3 separate regions of the Sus scrofa genome follow, and regions 1 and 3 are each linked to region 2. The links are chromatin contacts, called in public Hi-C and HiChIP or PLAC-seq maps. All regions are on one chromosome and are shown on one strand. Each heading gives the region's core, a stretch centred on a gene start, on an enhancer-like site or on the middle of the called end of the contact. The rest is flanking DNA. Distances are from core to core; before and after follow the strand shown. Region 1 holds the start of PABPN1 (poly(A) binding protein nuclear 1). Region 2 holds the start of OXA1L (mitochondrial inner membrane protein OXA1L). Region 3 overlaps LOC102158035.

Region 1 (2,901 bases), core at 228-2,727, 510 kb before region 2:
CACTAGCAAAGACAAAGATTTTGGTCTATTCTAGCCCCTATTCCCACTGCTTAGAACACAATAAAACAGTCTAGCATACAGTAGGTGCTCATTAAATATTTGACAAACGAAAGAAGAGATCAATACATTAAAAGAAAAAAACAAACTAAAAAAAACCACAACAGTACAGGAATTCCCTCCCAACCCCAAATCAAGTCCCTATTGAATAGCTTTGGTTGCAATGATCTGGAAAGTGAACAAAATTAAGTGGGCTGAGATTGGACGTTTCTGGATTAGAGAGGAAGCCCCCTGAAGCTGAGCAGTTCTCTTAAGACTCCTAACTAAAGGGTCTCCAACTGAGAGAACTATTGGACTTGAAGGTCAAATGCCAGCTGGCAACCTTCACAAAGGGCAGAGAAAGACTAAGAACAAAGAGCAACACATTTGTAACAGGAACAAAGGGAGGCACAAGACTACCATCACCAAAACAGACTCGGTCTCACAAAGGTCAGAAACACACAACGGACTACGACCGAGGCACCTGCCCAATAACTGCTCAGACAAGCAGCTCCAAGGTATGGAGCATCCAATCCCATATGAACCGTGCTCCCATAACCCTTCCAATGCGAGAACCTGGGATCCGCGTGTAACCGCCAGTTACTCACCATTGCCTGGTGGTGGACTCATATTCATCTGCTTCTCTACTTCGTTCTGTAGCTCCTTTAGCTTCTCAGCTTCTTCCTCCATCTCCCTGACTCGAGCTTTGATCGCTTCCAGCTCCTACAATGAGTGGGGAGGGTATGGAGAAGAGCTTAAGAGGAACCAACGCAGGGGCTTTGCCCTGCTCTCGATCGGCGCGCGGCCCCAGCCATGCTCTGCCATTTCCCTTGCCCCACGCGAGGGTCATGATAAAAAGAAAATCAAGCTACCTTTTTTAGAACAACACTAGACACCCATTACGTCCGAATCCACCCGGCTGGGCCCCTTCTGGCGGTCGATGCTGCGTCCCCAGCCCGGCCCCAGCCACGTTATTCCCCGCCCACCCCCACCCCCCGCCCGCCTCCCGCTCGCCCGAGCTCTGGGCCTCCCGTGACCCGGCCGGCCGGTCGCCGGCCTGCTCGCTCGCCCTCCTTCCCTCACCGGGTCCTCAATGGCGCCGTCCCCCGGGTCACCCTCGACCAGTCCCGGCTCCTCCTCCTCCTCCTGGCTGCCGGGGGCTCCCGAGCCAGGCCCAGGGCCCGGAGCTCCTGGGGGGGCGCGGGGCCGGGGCGGCTCCTCTTCGGGCTCGGGCTCCGGCTCGGGCTCCAGCAGCAGCTCCTCAGGCTCCAGCTCCTCAGACTCCAAGCCGTTCCCGTAGTCCCCTGCGCCCCCCGGGGCCCCCTCCCCGGCCTCCCCACCGGCCCCGGGCACAAGATGGCGCCGCCGCCCCGGCCCGGAGCCCCGACCGCCCGCAGCCCCCGCTGCTGCTGCCGCCGCCGCCGCCGCCGCCATCGCCGCTCAGACTGGGGCCCGCCGCCCAACGATTGGAGAGCTGCGCCGGCCACGCCGAGGATTCATTAGTCAAGCAGCCTGCCCATCACGGCGAGCTAGGAGTCCATTGGAGAATATTACTTGGCAATCAAATAAGACCCCACCCCTAAGGCGGGGGATTGCCCCAAATTCTCAAATCCCGGTAGGGGAAATCGGTCTGTCAATCAACGCACGTACCACCTCCTCTCAAGCCCTTAGGTAACAATGCCGCCACGCTGTGACGACGTTCTTGCTTCTCCCCCGCCTACGGGCGGATCCGCAAAGTATGGCGCTCCGTGATTGGCCGCTGGCTGAGCGAGTGGAAAGGACCAATCTAGCGATCCCCTCGCCGGAGTGGCCCAGTCTCAAACGCCGACTGGCTCGCGAGATTCGAAGGGCTGACCCCCGTTTTGTGACAGGTGAACTTTGCCCCCAAACGAACTGCTCGGCTTCCAGCGAGGGAAACCCTAGGTCACATGACTAGTCTTTAGGGTGCCGCCATCTTGATACTGTTGGTTGCCAGTATCAAGGTTGAACTTTTGAAAGGCAGAGGTCGGAAACTCTGCGGCGGTTTCTGGAAACCTGTTTCTGGGCACCAGGAATGCCCCAGTAGGTGGGATGTTGCTGGAAATGGAGGGTTCCGAATGGCGCTCTCCAGGAAGGAGCTTACCTTTCCCACTCAGGTTATTGGCACCATTATGCACTAGGTCTCCCCAAACCAGAAAGCAGGGAGGAATTCTCACTCCAGTACCAGTCACAAGTTCTAACCGTGCTGTCTTCCTACATAGGCATACTTTCCAAGCATTCTGCTTATGTCCCAGTTTCAGCCTGTTTTTCTCTTGCTTGGAATGTTTGCTACAACTCCCTAATGTGTCAGCTTCCAGTGTCACCATTTCAATCCACACCACTACCAGACCGAACTGGCTCCCCTTTGCTGGCCAGGTAAAGTCTTAAAATTCCTTGCTGAGGCCTTAAGAGACCTCAGGACCAGACTACTTGGTGTTATTTCCACAATCTTCATTCCAGCGGGTGTATCTGCACCCAGGTCTGTGCCTCTACATGCAGTCAGTCCTTTTTCAAGCAGACAGCTACAAACCCCGTCTTCACCTCCCCTGCGGAAGCCTTCCACTAGCCTCCCGTCTTCTCCCTTGACAAGCGGTCCTTCCTCCGCTGTGCGTTTGAGTGTTCTGTGCTGCCTTTCCTAACTAGAGTTTGCAAGAGCTTGGAGACGAGATTGGACTCTAAATTTGCACCTCCACCATGGGGGCAACATGCCTAGAACATAGTTTTCAATGGTTGACCACAGGATGCATGGGCTGAGGATCTGGGTGCCACCCTTCATCTTCAACGCTTTCCCAGCCCCCAGCCCCTCCTATAGACCCTAGAGGAATTCCACCGCACTGCTGCACTCTT
Region 2 (2,883 bases), core at 207-2,706:
GTCTTTTCTAGGGCCGCTTCCCACAGCATGTGGAGGTTCCCAGGCTAGGGGTCTAATCGGAGCTGCAGCCACCGGCCTATGCCACAGCCACAGCCACGTGGGATCGGAGCCGCGTCTACGACCTACACCACAGTCCACGGCAACGCCGGATCCTTAACCCACTGATCAAGGCCAGGGATCGAACCGGCAGCCTCATGGTTCCTAGTTGGATTCGTTAACCACTGCGCCACGACGGGAACTCAAGTTATAATTTTTAATACATACACAGAATCACATTTCATACCACTATCAATGGCTTGCCATCATTGTGGAAACACCTGGTACATAATGAAGTCTCTCCTTCAGTACTCTCAATCATTTCCCTACTGATTTGAAAACCTATCCCAAGCTAGATGGAGTGCTCCACGATTCCCCCAGTCAAAACAGGATTAAAAACAAATCAAGAAACCAGCACCACTCCTAACGCTGCTGGGTCGAAACGTCACTTACCTGGGCTTCTGCATAAAATATGGCAGAGGTACTGAGGCCCCGGGGGCCTGGGGCCGCGAGGAGGACATAATGTGGGTGTCCGCAGCGCCGGCCGGCTGGGAACCGGAGCCCGGGTGTCAGCGGCTTCCGTGGCCATTGGCGGAGCCCTGCGACGCTGTGGAACTGAGTGGGTAAAAGAAGGATGTAGTCCTTTTACCGAGATAAGTCAATAGTTACGCTCCGCCCCCACCCTTCCAAGAAAAAGGCAGTCCGCTACCACAGGTGAGGACATTGCTACTCCTTGCGCTCAGACTGCGAGTGTGAAGGCATATAATCAGCGAGTCCTGCATTTCAGCTACCTCAGAGCCACCCAGTGGCCCAGAGTTTCAGGCTGAGGTTTCCTTGGAAGGGATGACGCCTGTTTCTGGGAACAGACCAGGAGACCCGGCTGTTGAGCCCGTAGGGTTGGGGACGTAACCCTACCGCGTCCTCCTGTGACCTGAGGTCAGGAGACGCAAGTCCCAGTGAGGTGTGGGCCTACTCATTCATGCACACAGCACGAGTCACCCCTGGCTCGTCACAGGGATAGGGTGGCATCAGAGCTCAGTCTCGGGGTGTCCTTACTTGACGCTGAGGCTGTAGCAAGCGCAGAAGCTCCCGGCGTCCGCACATCAACCCCATCGCCATCTCGCCGGAGAAAGGGCTTGCGTTTGCGCCTGCGCACTCAGAACCGCAGTCTCGCGAGAGGAGGCCCTTTTGGAAGTGGGCGTTAAGCCACAGCTGCCAGCAGGCTCAGGAGGTAAAGGAAACTGGAGCTTGGCGGCCATATTTGAAGAGGGTAAGAGGACACAGAGCTGCTTTAACAAGATCTCGCAGAGGGTGTTCTCCCGAGATTGAAGTTCAGAGCCTTCTAACAGGCTTTCGTTAATGGCTGCGTGATCCTGGGGGCTTTTCCTTCGTCCTCTAAATTTGCGATTCTTCTGTGATTTGTTAAGTTAAAAAGCGTCCTCGCCACGTCAGGTCTTGGCTGTACTTGGAGTGGGTTTTTCTTGCCCAGTGATGTTCAATTCTTGTTGCTAGATAATATTGCAATCGCAGATAAAGTGAAATTTGAGAGTGGTCTGGAGTTTGACAGAAATTGAGGGAAATATATATCTCCCAGACAAAGCTTAAAAGGAGATGCCATACTTCCCTTTTCCTTTCCCCCAGTAGGGTCTGGTTGAGGAGAATCTTGTGACACTGAGGGCATAAATCTTTACATCTTTTTTTTTCTTGTACTTAACGGCTGCACCTGTGGGCTAGGGGATGAATCAGACCTGCAGCTGCAGACCTGTGGCAACACAGGATCCTCAACCCGTTGAGTGAGGTCATTGATCAAACTTGCATCCTTATGGACTCTATGTCAGGTTCTTAACCTACTAAACCACAAAGGGAACTCCAGAGGGGCAAGTCTTTAAAGATGCTGAAAGGTAACCTGCTGAAGGTGGTTGTATGGAAAGATAGAAGAACGCTGATGATGTCACTGGGCTGCTGCAGCAAGCTTGGAACCACCTAATTCTAGATTTTGTTGTGTACCATAAATAAAGGTCTTTGTTGTCTAGACTCTTAAGTCTCTGTTGCTTGGGTTCTTGAAACTGAAATCATTTCTGGAGATATATGAGGTAAAGTTCCTTTCTTCTAAAGGGGGGAAAAAAGTACTGCTTAGAAAGATAGGAGTTGACTATGTGAGAAACCCTATAAAGCCTCTCAAACAGCAGAGTGCTTTTGGAATAACAAAGTGTAGCTTTAGGAAAGATGTGATAGCCCAAAATGCTTTCAATCATTGCTAGTTTAGGCTGATTATAAATGTACCTGACAGGAATGGTTTAAAAAAAAAAAAGGCAAAGGAATATGATACAGATTTAGTAGTAATTTGGGGGTATTACCTATCAGTCAAGTATGTTGGATACTATCATAAACGATTTTTTTTTTTTTGTCTTTTTGCTATTTCATTGGGCCGCTCCCGCAGCATATGGAGGTTCCCAGGCTAGGGGTCTAATCACGGAGCTGTAGCCGCCAGCCTATGCCAGAGCCACAGCAACGCAGGATCCTAGCCACGTCTGCGACCTACACCACAGCTCACGGCAACGCAGGATCGTTAACCCACTGAGCAAGGCCAGGGACCGAACCCGCAACCTCATGGTTCCTAGTCGGATTCGTTAACCACTGTGCCACGACGGGAACTCCGTAAACGGTATTCTTAAAGTTACTTTGAAAAATCAGGGAGTTCCCAATGTGGCTCTGTGGTAATGAACCCGACTAGCATCCATGCAGATGTGGGTTTGATCCCTGGCCTTGCTCAGTGGGTTAAGGATCGTGTTTCTGTGAGCTATAGTGTAGGTTGCAGACAAGGCTCAGATCTGGTGTGGCTGTGGC
Region 3 (2,887 bases), core at 171-2,670, 430 kb after region 2:
GACTCTGCGTGGTCCTTCCACAGAGTGTGACCACCTCCAGGCTCCCACTGTTAGTGTCAATAACATCTGAAACCTCCCTGTTTCCCTCGCTCTGGGGACAAAGGACATCCACAAGCCTCCAACCGCAACCACATTTCTTATCAACGGGTGGAGGAAATTCTGCTCACTCCTGTTGAGTTTGGCTCTTGTTGGACAAAGCATCGTGTGTGACACTTTGAGGCCTGGCAGAGACGCGCAAAATTAAAGCCACAGGATCGCGGGGCTGGAAGGGACCCTAGTCATGCTCCATTGCTAGCCCCTCAAATTACAGATGAGACAATTGAGGCTCAGAGGGGTTAAGCACCTTGTCTAAGGTCACACAGACAAGTGAGGATTTCTAGTACACAGAATCGTTTTCTTTTCTCTTTGTCTTTTTTAGGGCTGTACCTGTGGCACAAGGAAGTTCCCAGGCTAGGGATCAAATCAGAGCTGTAACTGCCAGCCTACACCACAGCCACAGCAAGGAGGGATCTGAGCTGCATCTGCAACCTACATCAGAGCTCATGGCAGTGCCGGATCCTTAAGCCACTGAGCGAGGCCAGGGATCGAAACCTTATCCTCACAGTCACTGTGTTGGTTCTTAACCTGCTGAGCCACAACAGGAACTCCAGAATCATTTTCTAAGAGAGAGGGGGGAACAGTGGCAGCGTAACTCTTGTTATTACTTGCCCACTGGAGTCTGCTTCAGAGATGCAAACCTATAGGAAAGGGAGGGAGACCAGGAGACCTGAAGCTATATCTCAGCTTTGCACCTCAGTTTCTCTGTATGAAAAATGGCTGTGTTACTTACCCTCATTTCAGGGCTGTTGTGTGGCTTCCTGAGTGACTCTGGGAAGTCCTGGGAGCTTGGACCACTCTCTTTCTGGGCCCAGGAGTGGGGCTACTTGCCGAGGCTGACTAACCTGTGCCCTGTTCCTCAGTCGCCACTGAGGCCTTGAGGAGCCACTGGCATTGGGAGGGTGGGAGAATTAGTGAGGAACGATCAGGCTGGGAGGCAGGGCCGTAGGGTGTGGGGGGTGGGAAAATGAGTGGGATATAGTAGCAAAATATAGTAATACCTGCCTGCTCCCAGCCCTGGTAATAGTTTCACAAGAGAATATGTGAGATGTCCCCTCCAGATGCCCAGATTCCCTACCTTTGCTTGGGGAGCGTGGGAAAAGTGTGCCCTTATCCATGTGAATTTAAATGCATTTTCATTACACTATATGTCTTCAGTTCTGCCAGAAAAGCCAGCATGTCTTGCTCTTTAAAATGTCTAGAGCTCCTGTTCCCATTTGGGGTTTGTGGTTGGAAGGTCGGCCTCCTGAGCTGTCTGGTGGTAATCGGGTTCTGAATAAATGAGCCCTTAGGGATTGCCAGGGAGACCAGAGAGCAGCCCACGCCCTGCCGGGACTGAGTCTGGCAGCAGAAGCCACACCGTGTGCCTTGCCAAGGTGGTTCCCGCTGGGCTGGGCTGCTCGCGCTTCCTGGCAATCCAGGCGGCATCCTGGCTTGGCGATGCCGCGAGCCCAGAGGCCCAGGTCCGTGCATCAGTGTTCGCAACAGCTTTCTCCTGTTATTACCTTGTCAACAGCAGTATTGGAGACACAAAGGACAGCTCTGCATGATGATGCAGTGAATGACTGGTTAGGTGCCTCCTGTTTAATAACCAGAGAAATATTGCTGTGCGGCATCTCTCCATATGTTGTAGCATCTGTGTCTGGCATGTAAGGGACTCATTTTCTTCGCATATCTCATTAAAGATGTAAGCAAAATGGAGGGGCTGCGAGCAGCACTCTCCCCGCACTGCCTGCAACTCCCTTTTCTTACCCTCTGCTGCCATCTAGTGGCCACTTGCCTCCTCTGCATTGTCATTTTCATAGTGGGGCTGAAGTCTTGCCCCCTGGAAACTAGAGGAGAACAGTTACACAAACCACACAATTATGGATCTTGTGAGAGTCCTTGTTGCAACAGAAAGTCAGCCTGAACCACCCTGGGACTGCCTCCTAGAGCCTGAGAGGGCCCTTTCTCCTTTGGAGAGATAATGGTCCATCAGTGTTCTTATAAACCTATCCAAGTTCCAGACTCTAAATCATGAAGACCTGGCAGGCTGGATAAATCTTGCCAAAAGCCAAGGTGAATCTTGTGACCTGGGGGCAGACAGAGTCCTGCACCTCAAGATAAAATTTCCCCTACAATCTTGAAGAATCCCCAGAGGTTGGGATGGAGAAGGCACAGAGCAGAAGGGGGAGTCCATGGGTCTTTTCAGCCTCTTGCCCACCCATCTCCACAAAATATCCTTGCAAGTGGAAGCTTGCTCCAGCCTGGGTCCCACAGCCTTAACTCAGGACCCACAAGCCCGGTTTGACATTTGCTTCGTTGCTAGTGATGGCATCAGAGGGTGTTTTCAGCCACTATTCATCAGTCTGGGACCTGGGGAATGCATGCCGGGATGTGTGCAAAGCTGTGAAATGCTCCCCACGGTGGAAGACACAGTGTAAAGTGAACCACCTCACTATGGTGACAATGCAGGAGGGCCACGAGTGAAGAGCAGACAGAGTGCAGCAGCTGCAGGGCAGGGTTTAGGCTGGGGCTGCAGGTGCCTGTGCATCACTGTGGGCCCTGACGCAAGAGGGAGGAAGGCCACCCTGCTTCTGGGCTGGGGACTGAAACACAGGGTGATTTTGTCACCCAACCCAGCAGCTAACATCTTTCTCTTGAAGCCTTGGCATGCATTCCTTAATCTCATTAACTGAGTCATTGTACATGTACTCAGCTCTAGAATATGCAGTGAAGTAGACACAAAAAGCTGCATCTGACAGTCTAAACCTTTGAGGGTCTTATCATCGAGAAGAAGTTAAGGATGAAG

Evidence for each region. A called contact is a pair of places that touch in the nucleus more often than the background predicts. HiChIP or PLAC-seq counts read pairs in DNA pulled down with a chosen protein or histone mark.
Region 1: an H3K27ac HiChIP or PLAC-seq map of alveolar macrophages shows a contact between it and region 2. The contact joins the promoter of PABPN1 here to the promoter of OXA1L in region 2. A contact is called at or near these places in 1 of 47 Hi-C or Micro-C datasets (heart right ventricle) and 1 of 2 datasets of contacts at active chromatin or transcription factors (alveolar macrophages).
Region 3: a contact with region 2 is called in a Hi-C map of retroperitoneal adipose tissue, with 2.0 times the contacts expected there. The contact joins the enhancer-like site here to the promoter of OXA1L in region 2. A contact is called at or near these places in 1 of 5 promoter capture datasets (liver) and 4 of 47 Hi-C or Micro-C datasets (embryonic fibroblasts, fetal skeletal muscle, omental adipose tissue and 1 more).

Annotation. Positions count from the first base shown.
Region 1 is chr7:75,755,045-75,757,945 of Sscrofa11.1, forward strand. PABPN1 (poly(A) binding protein nuclear 1) reads right to left here and starts at 1,478. Exons shown (of 7, transcript NM_001243548.1): 1 at 1,120-1,478; 2 at 645-759. The coding sequence starts at 1,470.
Region 2 is chr7:76,265,244-76,268,126 of Sscrofa11.1, forward strand. It overlaps OXA1L (mitochondrial inner membrane protein OXA1L), which reads right to left and starts at 1,457. Exons shown (of 11, transcript XM_013978229.2): 1 at 1,256-1,457; 2 at 1,093-1,253; 3 at 490-651. The coding sequence starts at 1,457.
Region 3 is chr7:76,691,446-76,694,332 of Sscrofa11.1, forward strand. All of the region lies in intron 2 of LOC102158035, which reads right to left. It also overlaps the pseudogene LOC100626750. Among named protein-coding and RNA genes, the nearest start is that of DAD1, 260 kb to the left of the region's middle. Within about 2 kb of position 1,421, at least 22 of the 83 cell types and tissues checked have an H3K27ac peak or open chromatin away from gene starts, as enhancers often do. A contact at or near this core is called in retroperitoneal adipose tissue, where this site is marked.